2 separate regions of the Sus scrofa genome follow, and region 1 is linked to region 2. A link is a contact called in public HiChIP or PLAC-seq data. All regions are on one chromosome and are shown on one strand. The core of a region is the stretch at or near the end of the contact, and the rest is flanking DNA. Distances in the headings are between cores, read along the strand shown.

Evidence for each region. HiChIP or PLAC-seq counts read pairs in DNA pulled down with a chosen protein or histone mark.
Region 1: a contact with region 2 is called in an H3K27ac HiChIP or PLAC-seq map of alveolar macrophages. The contact joins the promoter of E2F3 here to the promoter of MBOAT1 in region 2. A contact is called at or near these places in 8 of 47 Hi-C or Micro-C datasets (alveolar macrophages, blood, fetal heart ventricle and 3 more) and 1 of 2 datasets of contacts at active chromatin or transcription factors (alveolar macrophages).

What each region holds. Positions count from the first base shown.
Region 1 is chr7:15,789,701-15,796,233 of Sscrofa11.1, reverse strand. It overlaps E2F3 (transcription factor E2F3), which reads right to left and starts at 2,715. Exons shown (of 7, transcript XM_021098397.1): 1 at 1,462-2,715. The coding sequence starts at 1,857.
Region 2 is chr7:15,641,930-15,648,600 of Sscrofa11.1, reverse strand. It overlaps MBOAT1 (lysophospholipid acyltransferase 1), which reads left to right and starts at 4,269. Exons shown (of 13, transcript XM_013977464.2): 1 at 4,269-4,349. The coding sequence starts at 4,284.

The sequences.
Region 1 (6,533 bases), core at 1,466-3,965, 150 kb before region 2:
AGGAAAAAATACGCGTAAACACCATACCCACCCCCTGGGGCGGACACTCCTGCCCCGCGGTTCCCAGAACCCGAGGCCGGGGCATTTACTTAGTTAGATTTTTCTTGCTTACTCATTTCCCTCGAGCACCCAACCCCCCGTTCCCACTCCAAAACCCCGCTCAACCGCCTACCCTCACGGCTTCAGCCCCCAACAGATCCCCGTGCCCCCGCGGCGGCGGCGGCCCCCGAGCAGTCCCGGTCACTAACCTGCTGCTGTAAGGGCATTTCCGAAACCAGCCTGGCTCCGGGGGGAGGTGGGGGGGCCGGCTGGAGAGGGGGCCCAGAGGGCCGAACAGACCGGCGGCGCCGGGCGAGGGCGGGCGCCCGTGGGGAGGGGGGGTTGGGGAGAGGAGAGGGAGGGTGGCCGCGCCGGGGGCGGGTGCGAGGGCGCCGGGACCGTCCCAGGCCAGGGAGCCGGCGAGCAGGAGGAAGTGGGTGCCCCCTCTCCCCCTCCAGCGCCCCCTCCCGCCGCCGCCTCCTCCCCAGTCACAGGCGCGTCCTCCGCGCACGTGTGCGAAACGTCACCGGCGGGTCCCGGGGAGAGGGACAGACCCAGGCGGCGGGACGGGAACACGGCTGCCCCCGCCCTCCGTCGCCGGGGGGCGGAGAGGGGGACAGGGCGGGGAAGGAAGGGGCAAGGGGAGAGGCGGGTCAAGGGCAGGCCCGGGGCCCGGTGAGGAAGGCCCGGGCGCTCGGGCCACGCGGGCGCCGCCGCTGCCACCGCCGGGATGCGCCCAGGCCGGGGCGCCAGCCGCTAGCCCCTCGCCCCCAGACAGCCCCCGCCCCAGCCCGCACCCGGCTTCCAGCTCCACCTCCCCCCTGCACGCCCCCCTCCGCTTCCCCCAGCCCCTTTGTTGCCGGGAGTTACCGATCCCCAAATGTGTCAAGCGCAGCCTGCCAGAGCCCCTGCGCTCCGAGCACGCCTGAGGGACCCCCGGCTGCCAACAGGCCCCCGAGACCGGCGGGGGGCCACTGCCCCCAGGGCCCCCCGGTTCCCCCCCCGGAGTCCCCCCACTCCCCAGTTCACTACTCCCTCCCCCACCCCCTTCTCCATCCGGGGCGTGACCCCTTCCTACGCCCGAGAAAGAGGAAGCTTCGAGTTGGAGGGGAGGGGAGAGTGGGGGTAGGGAAAAGTGCAGGAAAAGAAGGGGGGGCCGCGAAAAGTTTTAGAGTGTTTGCTGTGGTTCGCGCCAAGGCGATCCCCGTTGCCCCGCGCGCCTGGCGGAGCCCCCCGACCCTCTGGGCGCTGGGGGGAAGCACACAAGTCTAACAATAAACCCTCGTTGGAGGGGCAGCCGCCGAGGCCCACGACGCTGGGCCCCGCGGTCTCCCAGGGCTGCCCGCAGCGCGCCCACCACCCCGCGTGGTGCAAGCCCACCTCCCGCCCGGGCTGGGGACGGTGGGAACGGGAGGGCATTACCGGAGGGCCGCCGCCGCCGCCGCTGCCGCCGCGTCCCAGCGCTGGTGGCTGCTGCAGCAGCCCGGCTCTGCTGGAGGGTCCGTGCGGCGTGGTGTAGAGGAGGCTGCCGGCGGTCTGCTCCACGCCGGGGGCACTGGGGAGGAGGGGGCCGGCGGCGACGGCGCCGCTTTGGAGGGAGGAGGAACAGGAGGTGGTGGAAGTGTTCGTGGTGAGGATCTGGATGTATGCGCTCGGGGCGGCGGCAGCAGCGGCGGCGGCGGCGGGGAAGCCGGGGCTGGCTAGCAGTGCCCTTTTGTCCATGGAGGCTGCAGCGGCGGTGGCGACGACAGCCGCCCCCTCCCCACCCCCGGCGGTCACCAGGTACTGCTCCAGGGCGGGCTGGATCCCCTTTCTCATCTCTCGCTCCTGCTTTTTATTGCTATGGTATATTAACGTATTGTTTTCAATTTCTTTATTATTTGCAGTCGGAGTTTCCAAGTCTCTCCTCCTTCTCTCCTCCCCGCCCGGCGCTTCCGAGCCCCTTCTCTCTCTTTTCTTTTTATTTTTCCGCAAGCACGGGCCCGGGGGCCAAAAATAATCGGGGCTCTGGAGAGAGGAGGGTCCCGGCCGCACGGATATCGGGCCCCGAGGGGGGATGGAGGCGTCGGGGGCGGCCGATGCAATGGATTGCGAGGCGGCGGCGGCAGCCCGGGTGCTGCGGCCGGCAGCTGAAAAATGGCTCCAGGAAGCTGCTGCTGACAATGAATGAAGGGATACGGTTTACGCGCCAAGGTCCTCCCGCGAAACTCAGATTTCCCGCCGGCTTTTCAAACCAAATTTGCATATCCCCGCCCCTCAACCCGCCGAGGACCGTTCTCACAGCCCATTGGGCCGCTGTCTTCTTCTTTTAGTCCCAATCGGGGAGCAGGGCCGGGACCTGCCGGTTTCCATTGGCTGCCTTGCATCACGGTTGCCGGGGCGACAGGGGCCCTATTTGCATAGCCCTCCTTGATTGGCTGCGAGGGAGGCAGGGGTTTTTAGGAGGTGGGTAAAGCCTTGCCTTCTCTCCCACGGAAGACCACGCCTGGTCCAGGCTCCGCCCCCGGTCCCGCCCGCCTGCGGGGCTGGCGCTGCTGACCTGGGCAGGGACTCTGCGCCCCGCAGACTCAGTGTGGATCTAGTCTAGAGTGCAAGTTTCGCTTTTGGAAATTGTCAAGGTGACCAAGGGGACACTTTCGGGAACTCTCTTTCGTTTAGCCAGTCAGTGTAATAGATGAACAGCAGCGGGAGATTCTCCCAAGTATGTGCCAAAGGCAAGTTGGACCTTGCGAACGACGCCTGGCATGTGGAAACTGAGCCCTTTAAATCGTGGGTATCTCCCTTCCTGAAATCCAACCAATGCCGCGGCGAGAGCTGATCCAGAGGTTGAGGCTGATAGACAGAAGCATGTGGGCAGACAGAATCGTGGGGGCAGAAGGTTCGACTGACGTGATTGCGGGCACCATTTAGTTAACATTCCAAATCATTCCTGGTAGCTTCATTATTAGCCTGGATGGGGTTTAAGTAAAAAATTAACTCCGAATGTTTTGCCGAGTGAAATCTTACCACGAGTATTGGTTTGAGTCCAGCAGACACCCACCCCCACCCCCAAGTCACTGGCCCAGAAGCAATCAGGGCAGTTAATCTGGGCTAACCTAGACTGATCTGCGGGTTTCTAATCCGCCAAACTGTAATCCGAAGAAGTACGTGCTTCCCAAGATGACGTCTTGCTGCCAATAAATGCTGCACGCTGGGCACCAGTACTTTACAATTTTGGTTTCCTAGCAAGTTATCTGACTGAAAGGAAACATGATGGCCCATCTAGTCCAAAATATTTTTAATTTTTTTTTTTTTTTTTTTTTTTACTAAACTAGAAATTCCCACCAGAAAAGTATTATTGTCAAATTAATGTCTATATTGGTGCAAGTATTTATGGATCTTAAAATTGAAGACTGCCAGCTGCTGATCTGGGCTCACTGGATAATGAGGATTGCAGTACCTCAAGCCTTTTTGCAAGACATCATTATTATTATTATTGTCATGATTAATAGTAATAATTTCCCAAAACTCAGTTTCAGTCTTACGAAAGTCCTGATGAGACTTCAGTCAGTTCAGGCTAGGACTCCTTACTTCAGTCCTGTTACCCTGTTTGAAACAGGATGAGCTCAAAATACTGTTAAACCTCACACCAGGCTCAGGAATATTTTGGTCTTGCATTCAAGGTGGTTGAAGATCCAAGGCCCAATACCCAAACATTTTTGGACGCTCTGTCATCAAAACCGACACTATCTTTAGGGCAGGTTAGGTGGTTTTCAAAGGGCATCAATTCCTGATTGGGCTTGAGGCATAATGTATTAGCAACTTCCTTGATGTTGTTCCATCAGTGTTGCTTTCCACTGTGGGTCACTATAGAGGAAATTAGTACTGTAACTACTTGGATATTACCAGCTGTAGAACATCACTAGCAGCATGCATTTGGTGGCTGTAGTGAGGGTTTGGGAGGAAGGGGGGTATAATGCACGTAGTCATCATAGACCCTGCATTTTAAGATTAGAGACAAACCTAGGCCTTAGGACTATGTGCAAAATCTCTGCTTGAGCTCCTCAGGAGTGCTTACAGTAAGATAGATGAGACACAGCCCCAAGGGTGCAGGTGTTCACAATCTAGATCCCCACTTGTGATTCTGGTTTAAAAAGTGTGAAATAGGTACCATTCTACCTTAGTCAGGTTACATTTTTTTTTAACATCGGGTATTTGGTAGAGAAACAAATGTTTTTTTTTAACATTTGATGCCTACTGCACCCCAGGATGGGGTGGGAGGGTTCAAAGAGAGAAGAGGAGATGCTGGAAGTTAAGATGCTAAATTCCGGGGTAGGTTATTGATTTGTGGAGAAGTACCATATTTTAGTAGAAGGAAAATGGGCTTTGGAGCCAGAGTGAGCTGGGTTTACATTCTAGCTGCCACTTAGTGGCTATATAATGCTAACCTTTAAAATCCCATATTCTCAAGTTCCTGTCATGGAGCAGCGGAAACATATACAACTAGGAACCAAGAGGTTTCGGGCCGATCCCTGGCCTCGCTCAGTGGGTTAAGACTCCGGCATTGCCCTGAGCTGTCATGTAGGTCGAAGATGCGGCTCAGATCTGGCGTGGCTGTGGCTGTGGCGTAGGTCAGCAGCTACAGCTCCAATTAGACCCCTAGCCTGGAACCTCCATATGCAGCAGGTGCGGCCCTCAAGAGACAAAATAAATAAATTAAAATAAAAAATAAAATCCTGTATTCTTGTATGTTAAAATAGGAACATAGGATTATATTGTGTAGGTTATACATAACCTACAATGTAATACTGATATTGCAAGATTATGGTGAAAAGAGGCAATAATAAATGGCACTTTACCTGGGATATAGCAAGTGCTCAATAAGCGGTAGCTATTTATGATTCTACTCTTTTGTGTGATTTTGCTGGGTTGCTCCTTGTAATTGAATCTGACTCCCAGCCTTGCCTCTCCCTAATGCCCCTGGATGTCCACTTGCCATGACAGCTTAGCTTTGTCCCAAGGTAGGAGCACGGCCTCATCCTGGTTAGCGAGGATTATAGAATCCTGACTCTGAAGTTCAGGGTAATAAAGTCAGCTCTGCTGCTCATCCTGCCTCAAACTGCTCATCTGCAGTGACCAGCTTCTGGCTGATTCCAAAATCTGAGCCCTCAAGATCTTCTCTTGAAGGTCAGGCTGCTCTAGCACCAAGAGCTAGACTGTTCTTGCCAATCATCACCACCCTTTCCCTTGCTCAGACAGTGACCCAAAGCAGCTACTTGTCCCAGAAGGTGCTTCCCCCCACCCCCCAAAAAAACCCCACATCTTTATCCTAATCTCTAGAACCTGTGGTTGTGACCTTATTTGGAAAAGGGGTCTTTGCAGAGGTACTTAAAAGTCTTGAAATAAGGAGTTCCCATCGTGGCGCAGTGGTTAACGAATCCGACTAGGAACCATGAGGTTGCGGGTTCGGTCCCTGCCCTTGCTCAGTGGGTTAAGGATCCGGCGTTGCCGTGAGCTGTGGTGTAGGTTGCAGACGCGGCTCGGATCCCATGTTGCTGTGGCTCTGGTGTAGGCCGGTGGCTATAGCTCCGATTGGACCCCTAGCCTGGGAAACTCCATATGCCGCGGGAGTGGCCCAAGAAATAGCAAAAAAAAAAAAAAAAAAAAAAAAAAAAAAGTCTTGAAATAAGATCTGGGTGGCCCCTAAATCCGCTGATAAGTGTTCTTATTAAAAACGCCCAGAAGAAAGACAGAGGGTAGGAGGTAGCCCTGTGAAGACGGAGGCAGAGGTTGGAATGAACAGCACGGGTCAAGGAATGTGGGCAGCCACTGAAAGCTGGAGGAGGCAAGGAGCAGAATCTCCCTTAGAGCCTCTGGAGGGAGCAAATCCCCACCAACACCTTGATTTTGGACTTCTGGCCTCTAGACCTGTGACAAGATACATTTCTGTTGTTTTCAGCTACTCCGTTTGTGGTAATTTATCATGGCAGCCCTGGGAAACTAATACAATCTGTTAGCCTGCCTACCTGCGCCTCAGACCTCTCAGCTGCTACTCACCTGGTTTTGGATTGCTGCCAAGATACCATTCCTTATTAGACACCAATGACACTAATTGCGAGCCTGGGCTATAGGCCCCGATGAAGATTTTTCAAGGATGACTTGCTCACCATCCAGTGCAGACTCCCCCAAGGAACTTATAAAAGTGCCAAGGTTCTTGAAGTTCCCATTCTGGCTCAGTGGGTTAAGAACCTACACAGTGTCTATGAGAATACAGGTTTGATCCCTGGCCTCGCTCAGTTGGTTAAGGATCCCGAGTTGCTGCAAGCTGTGGTGTAGGTTGCAGATGTGGCTTGGATCCAGCATTGCTGTGGCCAAGGCATAGGACTGCAGCTGCATTCAATGTGACCTCTAGCCAGGGAACTTCCATTTGCCACAGGTGGCGGCATTCAAAGTAAATAAATTAACAAATAAAAGTGCAGGTTCCTGAGCCGTACCCCAACCGCATGATTCAGAAT
Region 2 (6,671 bases), core at 3,020-5,519:
GTCTTTAGACATAATCAGCACCTCCTTGATATAAGTACATAGGTTACCACACTGAGAAGAGTTGTGTTGATTTATCTTGAATGACTAATTCTTAGGGGAAGATGCTATATTATTCAGCTGTAAGAGCTAAATCTGGTAGGCATTCAGATATATTAATTTCTTAATTTTCTGAACATGCACAAATATAAAAACAATGTTGAACTGTGATCTCAACTTGGAAGATGTGCAGGTAGGCAGCAATAGATGCTTTAAGCAAATGCAGAATGGTTGAGCAAAAACCTGAAAAGTAGAGCACTGATTGTAAAATCTAAATCCCTACTGTTGTGTGTGAATGATGCTTAAAGAAACTGCTTAAAAAGCAAGAATGATAATTATCCTGGGTCAGTTTAGACCATTCTCCAGATCAGATCTCAAATGTTATGCATGGAGTTTAATGTCTATTCAGGCAACAATTTCTGCTGTTTTCCTGAAGGTGGACTCCTAGTATAATAAAACGATTTCTGTATAATAAAAAGAACAGTGGAATAGCCAAGTTTGAATCCTGCTTTTACTGTTGACTAGCTGGATCAGTTAGCTGCAAGTTACCAGAAACTTAATAGTCTCATGAATAAAAATGGAGAGGATGATGACGTAATAATAAGTGTGGTAACTGTTGCCCTTTCAACCTCAGAGTTTTGGGGAGGATCAAAGGGCGTGAAATAAATGAGTGTGCTCTGTGAATACAAACTGTCATTACACAAATATGTGACATTATTGATAATTTATTTTTACATGGGTTATGTCTTTATAGATGGTTTTAATTAGTTTGGTTGGTGATTTTTTTTTTTTTTTTTTTTTTTGGCCACAGTGTATAACAGCTTGATATGGGATCTCAGTTCCCAAATTAGGGATTGAACCTGCGCAACAGCAGTGAAAGCACAGAGTTCTAACCATTAGACCACCAGGGAACTCTGTTGGTGATTTTTTTGTTTGTTTTTTGTTTGTTTGTTCTGCTGTGCCTGCAATGTGTGGAAGGTCTTGGGGCAGGGATCGATCAAACCCGCTCCCAGTAGCAACCTGAGGCGCTGCAGTGACAATGTCGGATCCTTAACCCACTGCACCACAGTGGGAACTCCAAGTTGGTGATTATTTTTCATTGAATCATTAGAATTTAACTTCTTGAGGGCATATTGTAAAGTCTGAGGATGATTTTTTTTTTAATTTTTTTTTTTTGTCTTTTTGCTATTTCTTTGGGCCGCTCCTGCAGCATATGGAGGTTCCCAGGCTAGGGGTCGAATCGGAGCTGTGGCCACCAGCCTACGCCAGAGCCACAGCAACGTGGGATCTGAGCCGCGTCTGCAACCTACACCACAGCTCACGGCAACGCCGGATCATTAACCCACTGAGCAAGGGCAGGGACTGAACCCGCAACCTCATGGTTCCTAGTCGGATTCGTTAACCACTGCGCCACGACAGGAACTCCTGAGGATGATTTTAATTCAGTTTTGTCCTTTGACTATCTTTGGCTGGGTCTGGATTGGCAGAAGACTGATGTTGAGTTGGGATTTTTTTTTTTTTTTTTTTTTTTTTTGCTGTTTAGGATTGCACCTGAGGCATATGGAATTTCCAAGGCTAGGGGTCAAATTGGAGCTACAGCTGCTGGCCTAAGGCCACAGCCACAGCAATGCCAGATCTGAGCCACCTCTGGGACCTACACCACAGTTCATGGCAACACCGGATCCTTAACCACTGAGCAAGGCCAGGGATCGAATCTGCAACCTCATGGTTCCTAGTTGGATTCTGCTGCGCCACAACAGGAACTCCTGGTTTTGAGTGTTTAATTAGTGGATGGTATCATGCTGCTTCCTTGAAATTTGCCGGAACATTTTTCAGGCCTTTTTTGTCTGGCCTTTAATTTTAGACCGGTCATCAGGATGAGCACTGGCTCTTCTGGATGACTTCAGTTTCTGAGCATAGCTTCATAAAGGAGATGAAAAATTTGACCTTGATATTGAGTCTCATTCTACTGCAGACAGAAAATCAGGTGAGACTGGATGCCTGCAGCATCACCCAGTCCCCTCATTTCTGAACAGCAAAGGTAATGCCTACTCGCAGGAATGACAGGCATGTGGGTGTGTGAGTGGACCTCTTATTTTGTTTTAGAGGAGGCAAAGGCCCAAGCTCTGGAATAAGACAGGCATGTTTTATTCAACCTCTCTAAACGTAACCACATTCCAGTTTTCTCATCTGTAGAATAATTATGATATCTACCACATGGGTTATTGTCACTGGTAAATGAAAGAGCTTTTGTAAAGTTAGATATGTTACATCTAACATATAATAATAATTATGAATTTGTGATTGACAGAGGATGCAAAGAGAGATAAAGGAGAAGGAAAAGTGAGCGATGGGTCCAAGGTGATGCTCTTCTACATCTTAGAATCATATTCCATCCTCCAGAAGACAATTTAATTAAGCTTATAGAGTTACTGATCCATTCTTTTGATATTAGATCATCTAATAGTTGTTTGAGCATTCATTGTCTCCAGGAGTACAGAATTCTGTGATGTTTTGTTTTCAAGATCTAAGCAGTGTTACAGTGTTTTTAAGGAAAAAACTTCAGACAGGATTCTAATCTGTGTTTTGCTGAGCAGAAGAAAATCCACATAGGGCTAATCTTCTGTTTTTATACCTACGCCTATGTGAAGACTCATTTTTTAAAATTTTTTGGTCTTTTTGCCTTTTCTAGGGCCGCATCCGAGGCATATGGAGGTTGCCAGGCTAGGGGTCTAATCGGAGCTGTAGCTGCCAGCTTACACCAGAGCCACAGCAACACGGGATCCTAGCCGCGTCTGCGACCTACACCACAGCTCATGGCAACTCGGAATCCTTAACCCACTGAGCGAGGCCAGGGATCAAACCCGCAACCTCATGGTTCCTAGTTGGCTTCGTTAACCATTGAGCCATGACGGGAACTCTGTGAAGGCTAATTTTTGACAAAAAGACAAAAAAAAATTAATAAATAAAATAAAATAGTATTTTCAAGCTCCTTCTGCCCTCAGACACCTACCTCACTTAAGCTGTCATCTTACTCAAGATAACAGGAACATTTATTTCCTGGCTCATGCAGCAGCTCGGTCCTCTTTTGGAGTTCCCATCATGGCTCGATGGTTAATGAACCTGGCTAGTATCCATGAGGATGCGGGTTCCATTCCTGTCCTGGCTCAGTGGGTTAAGGATCCAGTGTTGCCATGAGCTGTGCTATAGGTCAAAGACATGCTCAGATCCTGTGTTGCTGTGGCTGTGGTGTAGGCCAGCAGCTGTAGCTCTGATTCGACCCCTAGCCTGGGAACCTCCATATGCCACTGGTGAGGCCCTAAAAAGACAAAAAAAAAAAAAAAAAAAAAAAAAGATAAGAGGAACATGGCTTCACTTCTGGTCATTTTCTAAAACTATGTAATATTTAATGAACCTGTCTAGCCTGATCTATCCTCAAGCATATGCCTATGTATGTGTGAGTGTGTGTGTGTGTGTGCGCGCGCACACGCATGTGGTGTGAATAAAGCAGAGATTGTCATTTGGTGATGGTGGCCTTCTGTAAAATCTCCATGAGCACAGGGAGTGGTGGTAAGGACATTTTTTTTTTGTTGTTCCTCAATAGAGGTCATGAATTGAGAAACTCTGGCCTGGCCTTTTAAAGTTCAGTGCAGCTTTTTAGCGATGAAACTCTCCCAGAAGGCCAGCGTGAGGCCTAGCCTGGGAGAGGAAGTTGTAACAAGTGGCGGAGAGGCCTTCTGTGGGATTTCAAGCTGCAGGCCACATTGATAACAGTATTGGCTCTGCCTCAAGGTTACTGTTCCCCTGTTTGGTTGGCTCCCTGGCTCCCTAACAGCTCCCCGGTAAACTGCTGATTCAAAGATTTGGGCTTGGTTACCTGGCGAAGCCTGAGGATTCCCATCAAGTCGCTTTTCTTTTTTCCCCTACTCATCCCATGCCAACACTGTTTTCCTGAAAGCCTTGTCCATCAGCGAGCATACAGCAGTTCCTGGAAATGATCAAGATTTTATGATTCTCAAAACCTATTAATCCACTGGAAAAGTTTTCCAAGTGCCAGTGATACACTTGGGTGTCTGAGGACACGGAAATGAAGGGGCGAGGTGCCGCTTTTTAGAACCGGTGCAGGCAAAAAAACTGATCAGAATGCGTTTAATGTAACAGTAGCCCTGTTTCCTACAGGGGTAAAGGAGTTCTTAATCCAGAGGGCGGGTCAGACATTCAGGGTCAGAAGCCGGTAGTCCTGGTGTATGCGCTTGTGTGACACAGACCATGGCAGATCAGGGTGTAGGAAACTACGCCTTGACCACAGGAATGTAAGGAGAGAGGGGGCTGGGTGCTGCGGGTGGGGGTGGGGTTGGGGGGGGCGGCTGGGCGTACCGGGGTCTCCTTGGGCTCCCAGCCACCGGCAGATTAACCTTCTGCCCCGAGGATTGCGAGGGAGAAAGCTTGCAAGGAAAGCGAAGGAAAATTTTAGCCCGCGCGGGGACCGGAGGGCGGGGTTGGCGAGCGTGCAGTGAAACCAAAACAGGGTGGGGCCAGGGTGCTCCCTAGGGCTCGGCGCCGGCCAGGGGAACCCGGGGGGAAGTCATTTTGTGGGGCAGGGAGGACGGCGAGCTCGGGAGAAGGAAGAGGAGAGGCTCCTCCCGCCCCCGGGGCTGCGCGCGACCAGGCGCAGAGCTAAGCGGCGGCGCCCGTGGCGTCGCTTTCCTCCTCGGGTCGGCCGGGGCAGGGAGGGCAGGGTGGCGCTTGGGGGCCGGGCTCCGAGTCCCCACTTTTCCTCCCTCCCTCCCTCCTCCCGGGCCGTCCCGGGCGTCCCGGCCAATGAGCGGCGAGAGGAGGGGAGCGGGAAGCGGAGCGCGCTCGGTCGCGGCCCTCCTACCGCGCCCGTGGCCGCAGCGCCAACGCCAAGTTTGCGCCCCAAGAGCTTGCGCTTGATCGCGTTCCCGGTTCGCTGCTGGGTCACCGCGAGCTAGGCGGCCGCGCGCCCCCTCGGGACAGCCACCCACGCGCACTTGGGCGAGAGGACGCGCAGCAGGGTGGCGTGGGGCCGGGGTAGCAGTCTCCTGAAGATGCAGGATGGCAGCAGAGCCGCCGTCCAGCCTGTCCTACCGCACCACCGGCTCCACCTGTCTGCACCCGCTCAGCGAGCTCCTGGGCATCCCGCTGGACCAGGTAACTGCGGGCGGCCGGGCCTCGGCTGGGGCGTGATCGCAGGAAGCCACCTTGAGCCGGGGTGGGCATGCAGCCTGGCGGGGAGCATGATCTACCTCCATCCCCGCCCCCATAGCAGTTTTCACTGCTCCCAAACTAGACAGGTGGATTTTTTGCTTTTCGGAGTTGATGTTTTTCTGCTGTCACTATGGGGGGGAAAAAAGGTATATCCTGCACAGCAGTTTCGAATAAACTTTTTTATTTGTTTGAAGTTTTGGGTTTGGGTTGCCTCGTTTCCTGGAACCAAGTTCTAAAGCATTCTGATAAATGAATCAAGTGTATCTTTCATCGGTATAGTCAAGCCTTCATTATTTTTAATGTAGATGATCCTACTTAGAAACTAAGCCTGATTCTTCTGTAAGTAATAGCCCATAGCTTCTGAATGAGAGTCTTGGGCTTTAGACTATAGCTGTGGAGCTTGCGAAATCAGGTGACAGGTTTTTGTTTGTTTGGTTGTTTGTTTCTTCCTCTTTTTAGGGCCGCACCCACGGCATTTGGAAGTTCCCAGGCTAGGGGCCGAATTGGAGCTGTAGCTGCCGGCCTACGCCATAGCACATCAGTGCCTAATCCGAACTGGGACAGCTTACTTGATCCTCAGCCCATTGAATGGGGCCAGGGATTGAACCTTTGTCCTCATGATTTGTTAGCACTGAGCCACAAAGGGAACTCCCAGGGTAAGCGTTATTTTGTACCATGTGTCACGACCATTGTCAAGAGAGGAGGCCCACAGGATGCTGTGGTTTTCCCAGGGCCTTAGTTTGTTCAGTCTTTCCTGGAGGGTCCAGGCTCCCTAGGAGGACAGGTTAGGTGCTGTTGAAGTTACATGGACTGTCTAGAAACTGTCTGCTACCATTAAAATTGAAAATGGCAACAAAGAACTGTAATTCCAGGTAAGAAATCTTCCTGAGGGTTGAGGCTTAATCTTAACCCGTTTTCTTGTCTCTTGAAGTGCTGCGGGCTAGATCTGCCTTGTATCTAGTAGTGAGTCAATAAATACACAGTTGACCCTTGAACTACACAGGCTTGAACTGCATAGGTCCGCTTAGATGTGGATTTTTGTCAGTAGTAAATTCTGCAGTACTGTATGGTCCACAGTTGGTTGAATCCGCAGATTTCTAGGCACTGCAGATACAAAGGGCTGAATATAAATTATAGTCAGATTAACCTCCGTGTTGCTCAGGGGTCAGCTCTGTGTTGATTTAAATGGCATCAGGTAAGGCCAGCTTGGAGGAGGGGCCCACTCTTTTGACTGCTTCATGCTGAATTCTCACCCAGTTTTCTTCCTCTGCCTCTCCCTAGTGAGCTTTTAAAAAATTCTTCTTTCCTTCAAACAAGAGCATACCTGCTGCTTTTTCCGCGCACGTTCCTGCAGCAATGAGGAAGTGAGACCTGGCCGGTTGCCTCATTCAGATGCTGTTTACTGA